Linked DNA regions of Mus musculus: regions 2, 3 and 4 are each linked to region 1. The links are chromatin contacts, called in public Hi-C and promoter capture Hi-C maps. All regions are on one chromosome and are shown on one strand. The core of a region is the stretch at or near the end of the contact, and the rest is flanking DNA. Distances in the headings are between cores, read along the strand shown. Region 1 holds the start of Tcp11l1 (t-complex 11 like 1). Region 2 holds the start of 4930547E08Rik (RIKEN cDNA 4930547E08 gene). Region 3 holds the start of Pax6 (paired box 6). Region 4 holds the start of Nat10 (N-acetyltransferase 10).

What was found. Promoter capture Hi-C pulls out the DNA fragments that hold promoters and counts their contacts. A called contact is a pair of places that touch in the nucleus more often than the background predicts.
Region 2: a contact with region 1 is called in a promoter capture Hi-C map of liver, with 3 times the contacts expected there. The contact joins the promoter of 4930547E08Rik here to the promoter of Tcp11l1 in region 1. A contact is called at or near these places in 2 of 39 promoter capture datasets (the C10 cell line and liver) and 1 of 115 datasets of contacts at active chromatin or transcription factors (embryonic stem cells).
Region 3: a contact with region 1 is called in a Hi-C map of cerebellum, with 2.3 times the contacts expected there. The contact joins the promoter of Pax6 here to the promoter of Tcp11l1 in region 1.
Region 4: a promoter capture Hi-C map of hippocampal neurons shows a contact between it and region 1, with 2.2 times the contacts expected there. The contact joins the promoter of Nat10 here to the promoter of Tcp11l1 in region 1. A contact is called at or near these places in 3 of 39 promoter capture datasets (hippocampal neurons and liver).

Annotation. Positions count from the first base shown.
Region 1 is chr2:104,710,420-104,713,437 of GRCm38.p6, forward strand. It overlaps Tcp11l1 (t-complex 11 like 1), which reads right to left and starts at 1,743. Exons shown (of 10, transcript NM_177190.5): 1 at 1,557-1,743. Gm6306 (predicted gene 6306) reads left to right here. Exons shown (of 1, transcript NR_166704.1): 1 at 1-2,484.
Region 2 is chr2:103,809,006-103,812,100 of GRCm38.p6, forward strand. 4930547E08Rik (RIKEN cDNA 4930547E08 gene) reads right to left here and starts at 1,617. Exons shown (of 4, transcript NR_040514.1): 1 at 1,468-1,617.
Region 3 is chr2:105,674,371-105,677,423 of GRCm38.p6, forward strand. Pax6 (paired box 6) reads left to right here and starts at 1,374. Exons shown (of 12, transcript NM_001310144.1): 1 at 1,374-1,602. RefSeq lists a promoter at 854-1,435 and a cis regulatory region at 854-988.
Region 4 is chr2:103,759,994-103,763,133 of GRCm38.p6, forward strand. It overlaps Nat10 (N-acetyltransferase 10), which reads right to left and starts at 1,277. Exons shown (of 29, transcript NM_153126.3): 1 at 1,056-1,277. Caprin1 (cell cycle associated protein 1) reads right to left here. Exons shown (of 19, transcript NM_016739.3): 19 at 2,952-3,140.

The DNA of each region.
Region 1 (3,018 bases), core at 493-2,992:
TGCCCAACTTTTCCTTCCAAAACCCATTTCTCCATTGTCTTAAATCCTACTAGCGTTTGGAAGTGCAACAGATCCAATGTTCATTACCTACAGATTCTATAAGAAACAAAACATCTAATTTTATCCTCTTCAAACACCAGGGAGCTGTCCAGAGGAAGTCATTCACTGGATACAGAGAAGAGGAAAGGCAAGATGCCTTGAGTCACAAAAGACTGTCCCTGTCCCCCCAAGACCCTGTTCAGGTCCTGTCTCCTCCCAGGGCTCTTCCTTCAACCTTATGAATGTTTACATCTTTCTCCAAAGTCCTGCAAGGCTGATTGTGAGACAGCTGGCATCCATCACTGCCTTTAATTCCAGTCAAAATATGATTATTCCAATAGGGATAGGAAGCTGAAAACAATCTAATCAGAGACGGACAGGCATGCTTGCAAGGAGCCACAATGAAACTCAAATTAGCATGACGCTGCTATTCTGAAGAGGAGGAAGCTGAGAAAACTTTCCCAGAAAAGATGACATGTGACCTGTCTTTGAAAGGAGTAGAATTTCACCAAGTTATAACGTCGGGGTAGGGGTGAAAGGAGGGGGGTTTTCATTCCTCCAGCAGAAAAGCCAGTGGTGCCTGAAATGGAAAAGTGGCAGTAAGCAAAGATGGAAAGAGGAATTGGGGGTCTGGTGGGGAAAGCGCTAATTTGTACTCTAAAAATGAAATGAAAAGCTTTGTCTAGATTTTGAACTTCTCAAGAGCCAAGATCAATCATATTCTCCATAAATGCTCTATTAGTATACCCCTAAGCCCCCAAGCCCGGCAAACAGATACTCATTTGTTGACAGACATAAAACCCTGTGTCATCTGTGTGATGTCACTGTTAGGAGGGGTTGTTCAAGGTGTTTTGGGTAGCACTGAACCTGTGGTTTAAAAGTGACAATAACTTCAGTAAAAGTGGCCCATTTTTCTTAAAATGTCCTATTCCCCCATCACTACTGAGGTCTCATTCTGTGTCTTTACTGTGGCTTCAGTTTTCTACAGTTAAGTGCCTCCTGGTTTCCTGCATAAGGGTACCCTGCGGCCACAGACTGCCACACCACCACCATTCCACACTGGCAGCTATAATTAAAGAGTAGTAGGATTATGGGGGGGGGGGTGCTATTTAATTGCTCTCATTCATTCACTCAACAATCATAAAACCCTATGGTACCTAACCAGGAAACCGAGGGGGAGGATCCTGGCACGGGGACCGGCATCTGTCGGAGCTGCACGCCGGCCCAAGCTGAACACAAAAGAATCCTCCAGAAAGGGTCTTTCAAGCGAAAAGAAAAGATCTCTGACCCCCGGCGCCGGGAACCGCGTTCAGATTTCGTCGTAAACAGCTGTTTCGGTCGGCGAGGGCAGGGGCGCGCCGGGGAGTCCGGCCTGGAGGGTGGGCCTCACCCATCCCTGTTCTCCTCCTCGCTCCACCCTGCATCCTCGGGACCCGACCGGCTGGGAGAGGTCCAGAAACCGGAGCGCTTTCGCCCGGTGGATCCCGGGCCGGCCCGCCGGCCTCTGCCCCGCTCACCTGCCGCGGCGTCGGCGACCACCCAGGGTCACTCCGGCTGCGAGTACCGCGGGGTCCGCGACGCGAAAGGGGGGGAGCGATGCGCGCCGGCCTGGGCGCCTGGGCCTCGACCCCCGCCGGGGCGCCTGGCTCTCCCCGAGCTGCGGGCCGTCCTCTGTGCCCCGCGTCGGTGGGCAGCGCCGGCCGCGCTCAGTGCGGGGCGGGGGAGGCGGGATGCGCCTGCCCAGCGTGGGCGGCGCCATGCTCCTGTACGGACCGGCGGCCGGCTCTCCCGCTGTCACCAAGGGGCTCGGGAATCTGGCGCTCGGAGCTGAGCTTCACTACGTTTTTGTGTGGAAAGGCTGATGCGGGCCCGGGGAGGGGGGCGGCCGAGGGAGTGCGGTGGCCCCCGGCTCGAAGTCGCTCCGGCCGCACAGGGAGGCGCCATGTTGAGGTTGGGCAAAAGCGGAGGCGATGGCGCGCAGTTAAAAGTGTGGTAAAGCGCAGGGCGCCTTAGAAGCTACTTTCCCTGCCAGGACTTTGAAAACTGAATATTCCATCAACCAGGCCAATCTCACTCCCTTGCCTTCATTTTGGACACCCACACACTCACAGGCTCCTTTTGGATTCTGAGCCCTGGCTTGAGCGGTCCCTTCGAAGTGTTTGGGTGACCGAGGCTTCAGCTTGATATGAAAAGAGGCGAGAGCAGCGGTTCCCTAGCTCAGCCCTTGGAGAAGTTGCGTTCCAGAAAGGAAGATCATTTCCCCTAAATATCATGTCCCTGGGTCCATAAAGTTGGGGCGGGCATGATCATTGTTGTACAAGAAAAAAAAAATTAAGCCAACAAAAACATCACCCCACTCCAAGCCTGGGGCGCTATAATAGCTAACTTCACTAACAGAAATACTTTGTCATCTGTCTCTATCTTAAATAAAAGATAGGAATCTTTGCTACTTTGTAGATTCTCCTCCCCCACTCCTTCCCCCTCTAACACTAGACCGAAGAGAAATAAGCATAGAGGGGAGAGACAGAGGACAGAGGGGGTGGGGGTGGGAGAGGGATTCTTGATTGATTGATTTGGTTTTTCGAGACAGGGTTTCTCTGTATAGTCCTGGCTGTCCAGGAACTCACTCTGTAGACCAGGCTAGCCTCGAACTCAGAAATCCACCTGCCTCTGTCTCCCAAGTGCTGGGGTTAAAGGCGTGCACCACCACGCCCGGCTAAGGGATCCCTGAATTTAATTTCTTTCCTTTTTTCTTTTTTTCTTTTTTTTTCTTTAAGCACTACTACTAACAAACCGCATATGTAAACTCCGGGCCCCACCTACTGTTTATATATCACTGAAAAGTTTCCAGAATTCCCAACTCACACAATCATAGAAACTATTTGCAGCTCGCAAAACGGAGCTGGAGCTCGAGGCAAATCATTGTCCGCTGTTGCAGACAGTCCTAAGCAGTTCCCCCATCCCTATACCTGGGATTAA
Region 2 (3,095 bases), core at 367-2,866, 900 kb before region 1:
GCCTAGACTTCAATATTTTAAAGATTTATTCTCTCTCTCTCTCTCTCTCTCTCTCTCTCTCTCTCTCTCTGTCTCTCTCTCTCTCTGTGTGTGTGTCTGTGTCTCTGTGTGTGTGTGTGTCTGTGTGTGCCAATGATGACCAGAAGAGGACATCAGAGCTAGAGTTAGAGTTGGTTACAAGATGCCAGACTTGGGCACTGGGAACTGAAATCTCATTCTCTGCAAGAGTAAAAAGTACAAAGAGTAAAAAGTACAAAGTACTTTTAACTAACGACGAGCCATCTCTTGAGGCTCCCCAGTTTTTGAAACCTGCATTCAAGGAGGTTGATATGCAGCCTCGCACAGATCTAGAACCTTCACTTTCCTTTTCCTTTGCAGCACGCAGAAACAAGCCCATGTTTTGGGGATGGATGGGGAGTTTGTTTGTTTGTTTTGTTGTTGTTGTTGTTGTTTGGTTTTTAGTCTCTGACCATGGGCATTTTGTGCTATCAACATCTAACATGACAGGATTTTATTAACTTCCAAAACTTGAGGGTTTTATCTTTCCCAGACTATAAGTCTAGAAATATACCAAGGCAACCATAGGGCAAGTTTAACAACCAGCTCTCAGGAGGAAAGGGTTATGTGAGTGTGAGGTTGTAAACACATATTAGCTCTTCTTCCTGCTCCCTGTTGAACTGCCGAGGGTCCAGAGAGATTCTTTTTTTTGTTTGTTTGTTTGGTTTGTTTTTGTTTGTTTTTGAGACAGGGTTTCACTGTATAGCCCTGGCTGTCCTGGAACTCACATTTGTAGACCAGGCTGGCCTCGAACTGAGAAATCCGCCTGCCTCTGCCTCTCAAGTGCTGGGATTAAAGGCATGGGCCACCACCGCAGGGCCAGAGTGCTATTGGGTCCTTTGCTTGTTTGGTTGGTTTGTTGGTTGGCTGACTTTGGCTTTTTGAGACAGAGTTTCTCTGTGTAACTTTGGTTGTCCCAGAACTCATTTTATAGACAAAGCTGGCCTCAAAATCACAGAGATCTACCTGCCTTTGACTCCTAAGTGCTAAGTGCTGGGATCAAAGGCATGCACCACCACTGCCCAGGTCTGATACTGGGTCTTTGATATTTGTATTTTCACAGAACCCTAAGACCTTTGTGATTCTCTGAGTCCCTCTCCTCTGGCAGCGTGTGATCCTTTGAATTAATTTGATAATCTTTTTGTCTGGGTGTTTACGTGAATCCTTCACTATATCCTCTATCAGAGTTCAAAATGTTTACCTGATTTTCAGTGAACCATTTTTGGCAAATTAATTGAATCCCAGAGAGAATACTAGGGATCCCAATTTGTAGATGAAGTATAGGAGTGTAGGTCATTTTTAAGCTCTACCTGCCTTTAGCTCCGGGAAGTGACCGCACAACCAGCCCAGTACCAGCTTCCCTTGAATCCGCAGATAAAACACACACACAGTACTTCCTTTTCAACTTGCCTTCTTGGCACAATTACTAAACTCCCCAGACCAACAGCCTGTAGGAGTGGTCTGTGTAGCCACTCCACTTTGAGATCTCACGTGGTTGCCCGATTCTCTTCTTTCCAAAGCTTGTTGAACTTTGTTCTCCTCCCTTATGACTGGTCTGTCTTCTGGGACCGGAAATCCCACCTCTCTTTTCCGCCCAGCAATTGGCCCATGGATTTCCTTACTGACAGATCAAGAACCAATTGGAACTTGGGAGGCAGAGGCAGGAGGATTTCTGAGGCCAGCCTGGTTTACAAAGTGAGTTCCAGGACAGCCAGAGCTATACAGAGAAACCCTGTCTCGAAACAAACAAGCAAACAAACAAACAACAACAAAAATGAACCAATTGGAGACCAGGCCCTTAGCATCGGCCCCGCCCCCTACACAACAAGTTGGTGTTTGTGTTACAGAGTATGTGGATTGACAAGATGATGAGTCTTGGGTGCTTTGGTTCTGGGCTTCTTTTCTTTTTAAGGGCTTTCTGAGGACATATTGGCAGACATCATTTTTTTTTTCCTTCAAGGCATGGTTTTTCTGTGATCCTGGATGTCTTAGAACTCTGTAGACCAGGATGGACCAGGCGGGTTTTGAACGCAGAGATCATCTCGTCTATCTCTGCCTCCTGGGTGCTGGAATTAAAGGCAAGCACCACCACACCCAGGTAAGGACATCATCCCTTTTAGAGGGAATGAAATGTTTTTGGATTCTACTAGCTCTTCTGGGCCCTAACTGCTGAGGCACAGTAACACCTGTCACTCAGAGAATATATTTCTCCTTTTATCCCCAATAAACCAATTAAGAACACTGAGGTTGGCATCTGTAACACATTCCTGAATAGATTTGCACTTCCTCTCTCCAGTTCTGGTTAGTCTCTAACAAGAACTCCTCTTACTCAACAGCAGGTACACTATGATGTGGACCAAGATGCCTTGCTTCATGGGAAAGTTTTTTGTTGTCCCTACCACAGATTCCAACTACACAACCCTTCCACTCTTCACCAGAGTACCGGCAGCTACTTCTGTGACCATGCACTTCTCAGAAAGTATGAAATCTGTGTTCACCATCCACTTCATTGGGTCTCTGACAGCCAGTGGCAGGGAAGGAGATACGCAGCTCCGTCTTGACTCAGGTGAGGGCCTAGGTGGCGCCACAAAAAAAAAAAAAAAAAAAAAAAAAAAAAAAAAAGCCATCAGGTCTTCCTTAATGACTAATGAGCCATTCTCCAACAGGGAATATTTACTTTTTGGTTTTCGTGTTTTTGTTTTTTTATGTGTGTAACTGCCTGTGTTCTGTGTGCTTGCCTGGTGCCTGTAGCATCCAGAGGAAGATCCTCTGGACCTGGAATTACAGTAGGTGGTGGGAACTAGTATATGGATTTTGGGAATCAAACCTAGATCCTCTGGAAGAGCAGCAAACTCTCTTAACTGCAGAGCCACCTCTACATTTTATGGTACTGAGGCAGTCCTGGTACTGGGGCTCTAAGCCTGCCAGACAAGTTCTCAACTAGTGAACCATGACCTCTAGCCCTTTTGATTTTGAAAGGAAAAAAAAAAAAAAAAAAAAAGAGGGCTCTCTAAATTATTCAGATTGACCTTGAAACT
Region 3 (3,053 bases), core at 124-2,623, 960 kb after region 1:
TCTTGGCGGGGATACATAAGCACCACACACAGATAACCGGTTCCTCACAACGACACACGTTGACACACCAAGAAAGCCGGCGAGGACACACACTTGCAGAATCTCTCCCAGCATTGGTCAAACCCCACCCCCACCCTCAGGCTTCCACTACTTCCCCTCCCCTCTTGTCTTCCCCTCCTTTCGATGGCTTGGAAAAGCAGCCGCACTTAGTCAACAAATGGCACGTGGGAGAAGTTGGAGAGTGTTTGGTGAGGACTCTTCAGAGCTTTTCACAAGAATCCTCTGTACACAAAGTAAGTGGCGTGTTTACTCGAGCCTCTCCAGGCTGGGGCAGTGCGTCCGCTCCGCTGAGCACGGCGGCTTCGGAAAGCAGAAAGAGAAGAAAATGCCAGCGGTGCGGGAGTGGGGTGGGGGGAAAATGGGCAGGCTCGGGAGGCCTGAGCTGGGGTGACCGCCGGGCCTCGCTGAGTTCTCGGCCTGGAGGCCCTCTTCGGGCCTAGGCATAGTTGTGCCACCATCGCCGGAGTGGGGGCTGCTGGGATCCAGGGACACTCCCGCCTCTTTTCTCTTGTTCCTAAAAGTCAGGTGGGCTAGAGAGCCGCCACCGCTGTACTTTGTGTCCTGGGGCCAAGGCCGAGGTGGACAAGGGGTGGGAAGTTAGGGTGAAATGGGGCGGAGCGGCAGGCCACTGTACAAGAAAGGACCTCGTAGAGATGGTGAAACTTGCTACCTCCACGGACTGAGAACCCCTGGCCCAGCTTGGGGTTACGGGGGCAGCATGCTTCCAGCTCAGAGGCCTCCATTAGACTGATCAAGTTCGCGGCCGCAGCGCTGGCCGCCGAAGCGCATGGAGCGGGAGACCTCGGCGAGCGCCAGAGCCTAGGAGCGGGGGGCCCAGCGCCGGAGAGAGAAGCCGGGACCCACCGGCAGAGCCGAAAACAAGTGTATTCATATTCAAACAAACCGACCAATTGCACCAGGCAGGGAGAGGGAGCATCCAATCGGCTGGCGCGAGGCCCCGGCGCTGCTTTGCATAAAGCAATATTTTGTGTGGGAGCGAGCGGTGCATTTGCATGTTGCGGAGTGATTAGTGGGTTTGAAAAGCGAACCGTGGCTCGGCCTCATTTCCCGCTCTGGTTCAGGCGCAGGAGGAAGTGTTTTGCTGGAGGATGATGACAGAGGTCAGGCTTCGCTAATGGGCCAGTGAGGAGCGGTGGAGGCGAGGCCGGGCGCCGGCACACACACATTAACACACTTGAGCCATCACCAATCAGCATAGGTGTGCTGGCTGCAGCCACTTCCCCACACTCTTTATCTCTCACTCTCCAGCCGCTGACAGCCCATTTTATTGTCAATCTCTGTCTTCTTCCCAGGGATCTGAGAATTGCTCTCACACACCAACCCAGCAGCGTCCGTGGAGAAAACTCTCACGAGCAACTCCTTTAAAATACCGTCATTTCAAACCGTTGTGGTCTTTAAGCAACAACAGGGGGGGGGGACCCAAACAACAAAAACCAAAAAAAAAAAAAAAAAAAAAAAAAAAGCCCTCAAAACTCTTGACAGGAGCCTTGACAACGACGAAAGAGAGGATGCCTCTTAAAGGTGAGTCCCGCTTCTTTCTTCTCAATTTCTTTATATTTCAATATCCTGGCAGGTCTCTCCCTCTCTTCTTTCCTCCCCTCTCGCCGGTCCCCTCCCCCACTGCTACGCCGGGAGAGTTGGGCCTGAGAAGTTTCCACGCAGGAGCCCAAACTTTCTACTTCCAGCGAAAGCCCGCGTCGGAGGGCGACGGTCCGCGCGAGCCACAACAGCGCGGATCTTCAGGCAGGCGGCTGGCTCTGCACCAGCGCAAGTGCGGCTGGAGCTCTCGGAGAGCAGCTAGGCTGCAGGGCGCCCCCGCAAACCGCAGCTCTCAGCTTCAGCGCCTCCAAAAGCTCGCGGTCAGCGCAAAGGGACGTAGAGGCTCCTCCGTGCCCCAGGCCGCGGAGAGCAGCCGCCGGCGATGCTTTTGTCCAGCCCGGGCCGAGCCAGCGCGCAAAGAGCGCCCAACCAGCCGACTCTCCGCGCCGCCTCCCGCCAGCCCGCGCTCCGGCTTTGTGCAAGATTCTCCCGGCACAGAACTGCCCGCAGCACTCGAGCACCAAAGGGTCATCGCGCCCTCCGCCAGCCGGAGCCGTCTGGATGGGCACCACGGCCGTGCGCCGGAGGCCACGAGGGACCCAGAGCGAGAGCGGGCGGTGAAAGAAGCCACTAGGCCGAGGCGGTCGGATGCGCTCTGCGAGGGAGCTCCGAGCCGATCGCAAGGACTGCCAGCTTCCATCCACCCCCCAGGGCCCTCGCCTCCAGCCTCAGCCGAGCGCTGAGCTCAGATTTGGAAACAAACGCCCTAGCTCTCCCGGCTTCCCACAACTCTATCTTGCGAAAGTTGGTGTGTTCCCTGTCCTGTGGACTCCCACCTCCAGCTCTTGGTGGGTATTTTCCCGTGTCTCCATTGACCAAGCTGTACCCCGTGTTGCCATTTCAACAAGTTTCGAGCTGGAAAGGCGGTTTGCTCCCCCTTTTCGAGTGTACTGATATTTTTCTTTGTGTGGCCTAAAGGGGGAAAAAAAAAACTACAAGAAAGCACTGGCTTTCCCTCTCCTCGGATCGCGTCCTCTCCCTGCTAATTAGTCTGAGTAATTCGAGAGCTTTTGGATTCTAAGACCCCAGGAGGAAAAGTGGCTTTTCAAAGTTCAGAAAGTTGTTGCCTCTTTCCCGGGGCAGATCTCCTCAGTCTCCCTGAGCCATAATAGCCTCGAATTTTAGCAAGTGTAATTGAGGGAAATGGAGTTGAATTTCAAGTGGAAATGCTTTCTTTTTCGAGTGCTAAAAAACCTGGCCTTTCATTAATGAGCTTTCTGAAAAGTTTAAAAACAAAGTGAATGCTCTCTCTCTCTCTCTCTCTCTCTCTCTCTCTCTCTCTCGCCATTTTGGATGTTAAACTCGAACTTGGGAAGGGCTGAGGAGATAGGATCAGAAAAACAACTGACAAGCTAAAATCCTTGAAAGCCTAG
Region 4 (3,140 bases), core at 27-2,526, 950 kb before region 1:
AACGAGTCCAGCTTAATTGTTAAAAGTCTTATCTTGTCAGGCAGTGGTGGCCCACGCCTTTAATCCCAGCACTTGGGAGGCAGAAGCAGGCGGATTTCTGAGTTAGAGGCCAGACTGGTCTACAGAGTGAGTTCCAGGACAGCCAGGGCTATACAGAGAAACCCTGTCTTGGGGGGGGGGGGGGGGGGGAGTCTTATTTTTTGTTATAATAGGAGAGTCTTAGAATTAACAGGTAAGGCCCCTGAGTACAAGCTTTAATTCTAAAAAGTACTTTTAAAAGTAGATGAAATACAACTACACACAAAACTAATGTAAAATTAATGGCCAGAGTGAGGGATCTGATAACGATCTAAAATTACTGGTTCCAAGAAACGTTTAATACATAAGGAAAGCATTATTGGAAAGAGAAAATAAGATGAATCGTATTGGGTTTTGTTGTTGTTGTTGTTTGCTTTGTTTTGTTTTTTCAAACAGTCTCACTATGCAGACCAGACTGGCCTCGAGCTCCAAAAAATACTCCAGGCTCCACCTTCCAAGCGCTGGAATTAACGGTATACGCCACCACAACCTGATCGACAAGTCATTTTCATTCGGCTGTATCCATTCTTGTACACACAGCACCGGGTACTAAGCATCACGAGGTGCACTGTCAAATGTCCTGACTGAGACAGCTAAATAGTGCAAATAAACTGGCATACTGCAGTATTTAAGAGCAGAATATCTGGGACTAAACCGCGTTAGTTCAAAGCCTACCACTGCTACGAGGAGCCGAGTTTCTCAGAAAATAGTTTTGACACCAACCCATTCTCTCAAAGAGAGAGAAGAAGCCCGAGTGTGGGAAGGAGCCACACTCCCGGAAAGCGCTCGAGAAGCCAGCCCCGCATGTCAGAGTATCCCGGACCAGGAACGTCTGTCTGTAGGGCAGTCCAGGCGAAGAGTCCGAAGATACAGGCACCAGCCGGTACAGAAGCTTCCGTACTCGAGCCAGCCCTACCGGCCAGTGAAAGACCCAAACGCACATCTCAACATCCGACCCAGTCCCTTGCAAAGAGTACCTGCGCCCTGCTCCGGCCGACACCAGGCAGCTGCACAACGGAAGCACGTGAAGACACCGAGTTGCTACCCAGGCTGACCAATCTGCTGGAGAAAATTCTACACAGCTGAGCTACGCCGGGGCCGCCGCTGCACGTGAATCCGCTTAAGTGGCAGACAGCACGTGGGCAAGTGCTCAGAAGGGAGGGGACCACTACAGCTATGGGACCTTCCATGGCTTCGACGCTTAGTGATGACGTAAGAACACGCCGCGGATCTCCGCTACGCTTGCGCACTAACTCCCGGCCGCCATTTCGCCATTTGCTGCGGGTAACCTGGCTATGACAGGCGGAAGTAATCGTTTAGATATCCGGGTGTCTCGCATTTGCCGTTGCCACTGGTACAGGAACTCGTCCACTGTTGCTATGTTGAAAAAAACCTCTATAGCAGGGTTGTACAAGGCAATAGCTGTTGCTAGCGTAGGTGTTGTTTTATCGACCTCCCTACTTTTATATGAAACTAGCCCAGTAATTGTTTAATTCATCTTACTTGAACCTCCATCCGGCAGCAGTCTGAGAATGTCTGTAGACTTTGTACCAACGATCGTGGCCGCGGTACTCTGCAGGCTTTTCTTACTCATGCCAAGTGTACTAAAAGCCCAACATTGGGTCTCAAAGCTCATCCAACCACATCCACAAGGATACCCGTAAGTATGTCTGCTTTCCTTTTAGCATGAGCCACGTGAAATCGGTTTATCCTATATTTTTGGGCACAAGTTCTGTTATCTAAAACGAATTCCTTCCCCAAATTTACGCACCAACTTCAATATCAATCTAAATTTCAATGGACTTTAAAGACTTCATGATGCCTAGCCATATTGTTTTAAGTCACCAATACAGCCCTAGACTTAATACTAAGGTTCTAAATGCACTTAAGAAAATAAAACTACCAGTACTTTGTTATAATGGGCAGACAAGTCCTATAAGGTGGTGGTGACACAAGCAAAACACAAAACTTAGAAATAATGACCCTTGTGAGTACTCGACTTTTTTTTTTTTAAAGGAACCAATATAGGAAGAGGACAAAAATGGGCAAATAAGGCTAGTCGATTCTGCTTAAGTAGCCCAGATATGGTATTTCCGTTGTAATGAAAACAAAAAACTGGAATTTTGGGAACAGAGATGATGGCTATGATTACCTTAGTCACTGCAAAATCTGAAACCACCAGGTCAGGATGCAAACGGGGGCAACTGCCATAAGATAGTCAAGATTTAGAATGATAAAGTAGTAGGGCAGGGGAAGGGTAGCCAGTGCTAGATGGCTGAGCTGTCTATGCTGTGGAAGCATGTGATTTTACTGAAGAATATAAAGACAACAAAGACAGCTTCCAACTTACTGCCAACTGCCCCTATCAAGTAGTTGGACTGAAAATAGTTGATGTAGAATATTCTCAGTGTAGAATATCAAATGTGCTTGAGAAGATGGGTATGGGAATGGAACTGCACACCTGCAGGTTTAGAGGGTTTTGGAGACAATTCTCTTCCTCCACCTTTGTCCCAGGAGTCAAAACTCTGGTCTGGGTTGACTTCAAGTGATGATAGCTGCAGAGCCATTTCACTGGCCATTTAATATTCAAGCACTTTAGTGTGACTTTTGAATTTGAGGGGCTTGGGACTTAGGTATTTATAGACAAAGTAACTATAAAGAATTAATATTCAGAACAGCTAGGCTGGATTTGGCCACCTGGATTAAGTAAAACCAGAGATGAAACCATCCTTGAAGGCACAAGATACTCCGTGGTGACAGGGAATCTGAAATCCTTTCACCACTTCCAACTTACACCTCAATTTCTGCTGAAGAATGATGCACTTTCTGGATTACATTTGCCCATAAACTTTTGTTCTAAACACTGCAGTGAAGATCTTTTAAATGGCAGTTTTATTAGATGACCCACTATTCTGGCCACCCCCCCCCCAAAAAAAAACAATACACACCATTTTAAAACCTTCAATAGCTTCCAAATGTTGAGACAAAAACTAAACATGGAAGAAAACTGCCCTATCCAGTTTCCCCAGACAGATCTTGCTAATGCTTAAACAAAACAGGAG